Regions from separate parts of the Mus musculus genome. Here region 2 is linked to region 1. The links are chromatin contacts, called in public HiChIP or PLAC-seq maps. All regions are on one chromosome and are shown on one strand. The core of a region is the stretch at or near the end of the contact, and the rest is flanking DNA. Distances in the headings are between cores, read along the strand shown.

The links. HiChIP or PLAC-seq counts read pairs in DNA pulled down with a chosen protein or histone mark.
Region 2: an H3K4me3 HiChIP or PLAC-seq map of bone marrow-derived macrophages shows a contact between it and region 1, with 4 times the contacts expected there. The contact joins two enhancer-like sites. A contact is called at or near these places in 1 of 39 promoter capture datasets (hippocampal neurons), 2 of 15 datasets of contacts at CTCF or cohesin (the NIH/3T3 cell line and embryonic stem cells), 36 of 484 Hi-C or Micro-C datasets (the 3T3-L1 cell line, 3T3-L1-derived adipocytes, the AML12 cell line and 26 more), 7 of 115 datasets of contacts at active chromatin or transcription factors (astrocytes, bone marrow-derived macrophages, embryonic basal ganglia and 4 more) and 3 of 9 other capture datasets (adipose tissue, liver and pancreatic islet).

Annotation. Positions count from the first base shown.
Region 1 is chr12:80,166,489-80,170,344 of GRCm38.p6, reverse strand. It overlaps Actn1 (actinin, alpha 1), which reads left to right. Exons shown (of 21, transcript NM_134156.3): 20 at 1,329-1,487; 21 at 1,865-2,803. The coding sequence ends at 2,023. Among named protein-coding and RNA genes, the nearest start is that of 2310015A10Rik, 36 kb to the right of the region's middle. Within about 2 kb of position 2,089, at least 235 of the 459 cell types and tissues checked have an H3K27ac peak or open chromatin away from gene starts, as enhancers often do. A contact at or near this core is called in the G1E-ER4 cell line and bone marrow-derived macrophages, where this site is marked.
Region 2 is chr12:80,667,225-80,670,928 of GRCm38.p6, reverse strand. All of the region lies in intron 3 of Slc39a9 (solute carrier family 39 (zinc transporter), member 9), which reads right to left. Among named protein-coding and RNA genes, the nearest start is that of Plekhd1, 24 kb to the left of the region's middle. Within about 2 kb of position 2,433, at least 6 of the 459 cell types and tissues checked have an H3K27ac peak or open chromatin away from gene starts, as enhancers often do. A contact at or near this core is called in the G1E-ER4 cell line and bone marrow-derived macrophages, where this site is marked.

The DNA.
Region 1 (3,856 bases), core at 840-3,339:
TGGGTCATTCCTTTCCACTGTCTTCCTGGCCTCTGGCTGGCCCCTCCTCCTCCCACCTGTCTGTCCCTCCTGTGTCTTGGCGCCACTGCCCTACAGAAGAAGACGGGCATGATGGACACAGACGATTTCCGCGCCTGCCTTATCTCCATGGGTTACAACATGGTAACGTAAACCCCCTCCTCCGCCTGCCAGGCTTTCTAAAGTTGCCTTGGCCGGGAGGCAGCCACCTGACTGGAGAAGCTAAGTCTTAGTAATGGTGGACAAAGGCTCTTAGGTTAGAACTGCCCTCCTCGGGGGAGTCCCTTATGGCCATCCTTGGGGAAGATGGCACCTGAAAACCAGACCACCCATGGGGCCAGGGTGTGGCTGGGAGGCTTAGCCTCCTCATCATGGTCTCTGAACCAGTTTATCTTATGGTACTTTCTGTGGAGAAAGGGCTTTTTCACTCCCACAGTGAACACCAGCTGTGGACGGCCAACCCCAAGGTTTATAGAATGATAATTCTACTTTGTCTTACATGACAATGGTGGTTTATACTTCTGCCCTGGTAGTAGCTCCATCCAGACCTGCCACCACTCGGTCTTGACCCAGGCCTCTCGCTAACCTTGTTTTGTCCCCTCTGCATCCAGCTGAGCTGGATAGGACCTTAGCTGGATAGACAGGTGTCCACTGAACCAAGTACAGAGCCCATGGGATGCCCAGCAGGGTTAAAGGCTAGACTAGAAGTATACTCCGTAAATTCCACATTGCTATCAAAGCTTGTGGTCTCAGATGTAGTGAGGAAACCTCACAACGTGGTTGTAAGAGTTAAATAAAGTGATCACAAGGACTGCGTACTTGTCTGGCACACTTGTCATGTTAAGGAAACAGCATATGTTGGAGCTAGACTGCCTGCGTCCTAATCCTAGCTCCCTACCTCCTAGCCATGTGACCTTGGGTAAGTCACTTACCCTGTCTGGGCCTCAGATTTCCCATACAATGGGAATACTATGATTTTATTCAGTTGTGATGATAAGATGAATTTAGAATATTAGCTGGCCTATATAATACATGCTGTATGAGTGTTAGTTAGCCATTGTTGAAGTTATCGTCATTATAATTAATACTACCCATCATTTTCTGTAAGTGAAACCCAGAGCTCTGCAGGGGGTGGGAAGTCCTGAGACTCACAACGTTTGGGTCACTTTCTCACCCTGGGGCAACCCAAGCCAGATCAGATGTCTGTTGTGCCTCCTGTTCCAACCATAGGCAACTTGGAGCTGGAGGTACACTTGAGATGCCCCAGTAGGCCGTTAGGGTGACAGGTGTGGGTTGGTTGTCTCCTCCAGGGAGAGGCAGAGTTTGCCCGAATCATGAGCATTGTAGACCCCAACCGCTTGGGGGTAGTGACGTTCCAGGCCTTCATCGACTTTATGTCCCGAGAGACGGCAGATACTGATACTGCAGATCAGGTCATGGCTTCCTTCAAGATCCTGGCTGGAGATAAGGTAGGATGTGCTGACGCTGAGACAGTGGGTGGTTACTGTAAATCGGTAGGATGAATGAAAAAGTCCGAGTGAAATAGGTTTGGAAGGAAGTTGAAGTAGATACTAAAATGGAAAACGTGACGTGTTTAAAATACCATATACAAGTGATATATTACTTGTAAATATATAATATGCACTTAAATATATATATGTACATACACACGGATGTCTCTGTTATATGTATGCACGCACGTATTCTACAGATCAAGTAGAGCGAGGAAATTAGAACACGGGTACTTAACATTCCCGGCAAGTTTACGACCTAATAGTTGCGGCAACGCCGCGTTGCTTTCCGGCCGCTGCCGAGGTTTCCGACCCTGACCATGCTTTCTCCGCAGAATTACATCACAGAGGATGAGCTGCGCCGTGAGCTGCCCCCTGACCAAGCCGAGTACTGCATCGCAAGAATGGCCCCCTACGCGGGCCCCGACTCCGTGCCCGGTGCTTTAGACTACATGTCCTTCTCCACGGCACTGTATGGCGAGAGCGACCTCTAACCCGCCCCTGCCTCCCTCCACCACCCCCCCACCCCCGGCCTTCTGCGCGTGCGCCCCACCCTGCTCCTCCTCCTCCTCCGCCCAGTCTGGCTGGCTGGGTTCATTATTTTCAGCTCAGCCACCAAGGGGGCAGAGCTCCGACCCAGGCGGCATCAAGCCTCCCTGCCCACAAAGTGACAGTTTACAAAATTATTTTCTGCAAAAAAGGATAAAAAAAAAGTTACGTTAAAAAAAAATTTTAAAAAGAAAAAAAAAAACAAACAAAAAACTACATATTTTATTATAAAAAAAAAAGTATTTTTTTCTCCACCAGTCTTAAATGGAAAAGAGGAAAAATTAACTATTTGCACCGAAATGTTTTTGTTGTGACATAGGAAAATAACCAAGCACAAAGTTATATTCCATTCTTTTTACTGAAGTTTTTTCCTCCTACCTGTTCTGTCTGCTGTATTCATTTCTCTAATTTCATGCCCACTTGGGGGTGGGGTAGGTGGGTACTCTCATCAGAGGCACATTGGTGCATGTGTGTTTGCTAGCTCACTTGTCCATGAGAATATTTTATGATATTAAAGAAAACCTTTTGAAATGGCTGCTTTTCAAAGAAGATAATTCATGGCTTCTCATTTTTCAGTCTCTTCAAAAGTGTGGCTGGCCTGTTTTATGACTGCAGAGTTGTTATGTTTTTTAATTTTGAATATTGCCTATTAAAGATAGGACAAACTTGGAGATTATGATGTTGCTTGGCACAGACTGTATTAAAACAACACTCCCGTGACATTACTTTGCTTGTTCCTTTGGCTGACTTCCAGAAGTGGGGGTGGGTTGTGTCAAGAATGGTGTGGGGTACCTGTCCTCACCCACCTCTAGATTTCTGAGCCTGGTTTGGTACATTCTCACTTCTTTAAGAGGAGAAGATGGCCTCCTCTATGTACAGGGGAAAGCTAACAAGCGCATGAAAGAGCCCCTGACGAAAACCCCCAGCTTTCTTGGTTCTCTGTGGCTGTCTGTGACTTCTCTGTGACCCCGACCATTTTGTTTTTGCTGCAGGGGACAGCTTGGATTGTGTCAGGGTTGTAGTCCTCTTTCCTACTCTAAGTGTTCCATAGAGTACTGGGGCTTGGTGGCAGGGTGTACAACCAGCCTATGCCAGGCCCTGAATTCAATCCCTTGAGACCCCAAAATGTGCCACAGATAGTAGCTGTTGGTCATTGCAGGGACTCAATGACAATGCAGATTGCCAGCATTCCCCCCATATCCAAACATATATGATGATAAGCTCCAATTTATCATTTGTTGTCTAAGAATATATGGTGGTGGTGGGAGCCTGTTGTTAGAATTTCCAAGACTACAGAGCAGAGCAAGAGCGATCATGGTTAAAATAACTTTGCAAGTAGAGATATGTCGAGTTGGGGAGTTCTGCCTGGGGGCGGTTTTAAAATCCCTGGCTGTGCCTCCTGAAAATGGTGGGCTGGCTCTTTGCCAGGTTCCCATTCATTAAGTGGTGCTGTTATAAAGTGATGGTAAATGGGTATGGAGCATGAGTGTTGGCTGTGGCCAATCTAAAGATTCTGTTCAGAAGGGAGAATCACTTGAAAGTAGGTCAATGGGTAGGCCCCTACCGCCAAGCCTGAAGGCCCAAGTTTGATCCCTGAGACCCACATGGTAAAGAGAACCAGCTCTCAAAAGTGGTCATCTGACACGTGGATGTGCACACACATGCTCGCACACACTAAAGAAATACATTTAAGATTTTTTTCTTTAAATAGGATAATCCTTAGTATTAACTGCATTTAGGGGGACTAAAGCCATCTGAACTTTCTGGGCTAAGCTAGA
Region 2 (3,704 bases), core at 1,184-3,683, 500 kb before region 1:
AGGTCCAGAGCAGCGGACATTTTCTGATCCGCTCTCTCTGCCTCTGTGGGCACTATATAAATGTGGTGCACTAGTCTACCAGCAGACAAAACACAACACACATAACATAAAAAGAAGTAAAAGTGACTTTTAAAGTTCTCTTTGTTCAGTGTTGAGGATCAAGTCTAGTTCTTACATGTGCCAGGCAAGTACTCTGTCAATGAACCCGATCTCTCATGGCCTACTTGAAAAATTTTAACTCTAGCTGGGCGTGGTTAATCCCAGCACAGAGGCAGAGGCAGGTGGATTTCTGAGTTCGAGGCCAGCCTGGTCTACAAAATGAGTTCCAGGACAGCCAAGGCTATACAGAGAAACCCTGTCTCAAAAAAACAAAACAAAACAAAACAAAAAACAAAAAACAAAAAAATTAACTCTTTACTTCCCAAATATTACAGCATAGACTCATGATTATCTCTGGTCAAACTTAAGACATATTAAGTCATGGAGAACTCTTGGTGCTAGGAATTTGGCAAGAATTTGACAAGGGCTAGGACAAGGAAGTAGGGTGAGATAAGATTTTGACATTGACAAGACTCAAGATGAATATCCGAGGAATGTATTGTACACATGGGACTTGGTTTAATGCCCTGTTTGTTCCTTGACTATTTTGTCTTTGATCTAGAATTGATCCTAGTCGGGCGTGGTGGCGGGGGGGGGGGGGGGGGCAGAGGCAGGCAGATTTCTGAGTTCGAGGCCAGCCTGGTCTACAAAGTGAGTTCCAGGACAGCCAGGGCTATACAGAGAAACCCTGTCTCGAAAAACTAAAGAAAAAAAAAAAAAAAAAGAATTGATCCTATTCTTTGCACGCACCTAGAATGGTGTAAGAGCAGACTGGAAAAAAAAATAACCCTTCTTCAGCTTCAGCACTGGCTGGAGTCATGTTATAATATTGTCTAAATGTCTTTTCTTTTTAATCCTCACTCCCTACCTTGAGACCCTATTGACTGATTGAGCTGGGTTGGTTATTAATTATCCCAAGGAAACCCAGGCAGTGGTGGCACATGCCTTTAATCCCAGCACTTGGGTGGCAGAGGCAGGCGGATTTCTGAGTTCAAGGCCAGCCTGGTCTACAGAGTGAGTTCCAGGACAACCAGGGCTACACAGAGAAACCCTGTCTAGAAAAACCGAAAAACCAAAAAAGGAAAAAAGGAAAAAAAAAAAAAGTATCCCAAGGAAGTCTATGTTGGGGTCTTTCTTCAATCATTCTCTACATTGCTTTGTTTTGTTCTTGTTTTGTTTTGTTGAGACAAGGTCTTCAACTGACTCTTTCATCAATTCATCTAGGCTGGCTGGCTAACAATACCCTTTAGGGATCTTCCTTACTTCCTACCCCCAGCTCTGAGTTTACCATGCCCGACTTTTTACTTGGGTACTAGGGATCCATCTCCCAAGCCCTAGCAAAACCAAATCAAATCAAAGTGTTGGGTTTTGTTTATTTGTTTAAAATCGAGTCTTCTATGTAGTCCTGGTTGGTCTAGAACTCACTATGAAGACCAGAGTAGCCCTGAACTCACAGAGATCAGGCTGCCCTGTCTCCCAAGTGCTGGGGTGAAAGGTGTGCTGCACAAGGATGGGGAGACATTTCTTTAAAGGTGCAGTATGGCCTCAGCGGCACATTCAGCACTTGAGAGGTGGTAGAAGAAGAAGAATCGGAACTAAAGGTCATCAATGGTTACATAAAGGGTTTGAGACTGACCTGGTATATATGAGACTTTATCTCAAAGTAAGCACCTTTTAAAAAAGATACAATAAATACAAGGAAATGGAGAACCTTTGTTGACACCCAGAGTTTTGTTTCTGACAGTATGTCAAGTGTTACTATGTAGCCAATGCTGGTCTCTACTGAACTTACAAGCTCCAGCCTGTGCCTCGTGGGAACCCTGATCGTATCACATGCCACCAACCATACCTGCCTATTCAACCTGCTTTTGGTTTTGTACCATATTTTTTTCTTCTTAAGGCTTGGGATTAAAGCCTTGCCTGCCAAGCCACACCATCTTCAGGCACAGAGCTACATCAAAAGCTTTGCTCATTTATTCAGTCCACGATTAAAAAAAAAATAACTTTTATTTGGAAATAATTTTTAATCTTGAAAAAGGCTACAACAATAGTTTAAGAAAAGAATCGTATGTTCCTGACCAACTATCTAAACATTTGGAACCATCTGCTCCAAGTTTGCATTCATACTTCCCATACACAAATCTTTACCACAGAAGAGTAAGTTGTACTCATCATAACTGCTTATCTTTAGAAACTTCAGTGTGTATTTCCTGAGGGAAACAATATAATCATAAAGGATATCAACCTCAGCAAATTTAGCATTATTTCTGATTCCTGTTACACATTCAACTTGTGTCAGCTTTCTGATAATGTTCCTCAGAGCACTTCCTTTCTAGGAAGAGTCAATTCTAAGGTCACATATTGCATTCAAGTGGAGAATACATTTACTTCCTTGTATCCACGGGTTTTTTTGTTTGCTTGTTTTCCTCTTTCTTTCTTTCCTTCCTTTTTTTTTTTTTTTTTTAAAGAATAATCCTCCCTTTTAGAAAACTGTACCTCTGCTGACCACGGGTGCTTTTCATGTTGGATCACATACCAGACATTGTTAGTAGTACTACCTCATGAATAATCTAGGTTCTGTTACATTTTTCTACAGAATTCATGTTAGTTTGTTTCAAACTGTAACCTGTTTTTTGGACAGCTAGGTTTAATTATTTTAGCTTAATTGCTTGGAGTCTGCCCAAATGAGCCTGGCTTGGGAGTCAGCAAGAGACCTGAACAGCTTACTCACAGACACTGGGGCTGAGTTCTAGTGTAACAGGTCCCCAGATCTTAGCACAAGTGACGCCATGATGGAAGTACCCATTCAGGCCTTGGAACCCAGCACACAGGCAGCAACACTTGCCAAAAGATGAACAAAGTCCTAATCCATTAAAGTCCATAGTTCTGGGGAAGTCCCTAAATATACTTTGCTTTTGGATTCTACAGTTCTGTTTTTGGCTAATTGTTCTTGCTAGCTGAAGAGTGTGAACCCAGGGTGTGGTTTTGTGCTAAAAGAGAAAGGCTCAGGGCTATCTATACTGAAATCCCAAAAACCCAGTGTAGTCACCTGCTAATAAAGACTTTCTATTGGCTTAAACTCATGTCTGAGTAGTATTCTCTGGTGGATACCCCACAATACTAGGATCCTCCCTTTTTCGGGCTCTGGTTGTTCAGAGTTCTGTCTCACAAACAGTGAGGACTTTCTGAGACAAGGTCTCAAGTAGTTCAGGCTGACTTCAAACTTGCTATGTAGTGGAGACGAGTCTGGATCCTCCTGACCACACCTCCCAAGTCCTAGGATTACAGATGCAGCAATGCTAGGGAAGATGGAGGAGTTTCTATCACAAGGATGCTGTTAATATCCTATAAAAATTGGCGTCTCTGTTCCGATACTGATGCTCTGTAAAACGTGCTTGCTCTTAATGATTCTCTGCTCTTTAGCTGGTAGTTTTAAAACTTTTATCCAGGGTTTAGAGTTATCCCAAAGGAGAATGGTCTGATGGCTTCCTGAGCTACAGCAAAGCAGAATGCTGGTGACCCTGATGTGATCACCTGGCCAAAGCACCACTGGACTTCTTGTTTATTTACGTCTTTCCTCCTTGTGTCTAATAAGCAGATCAGAA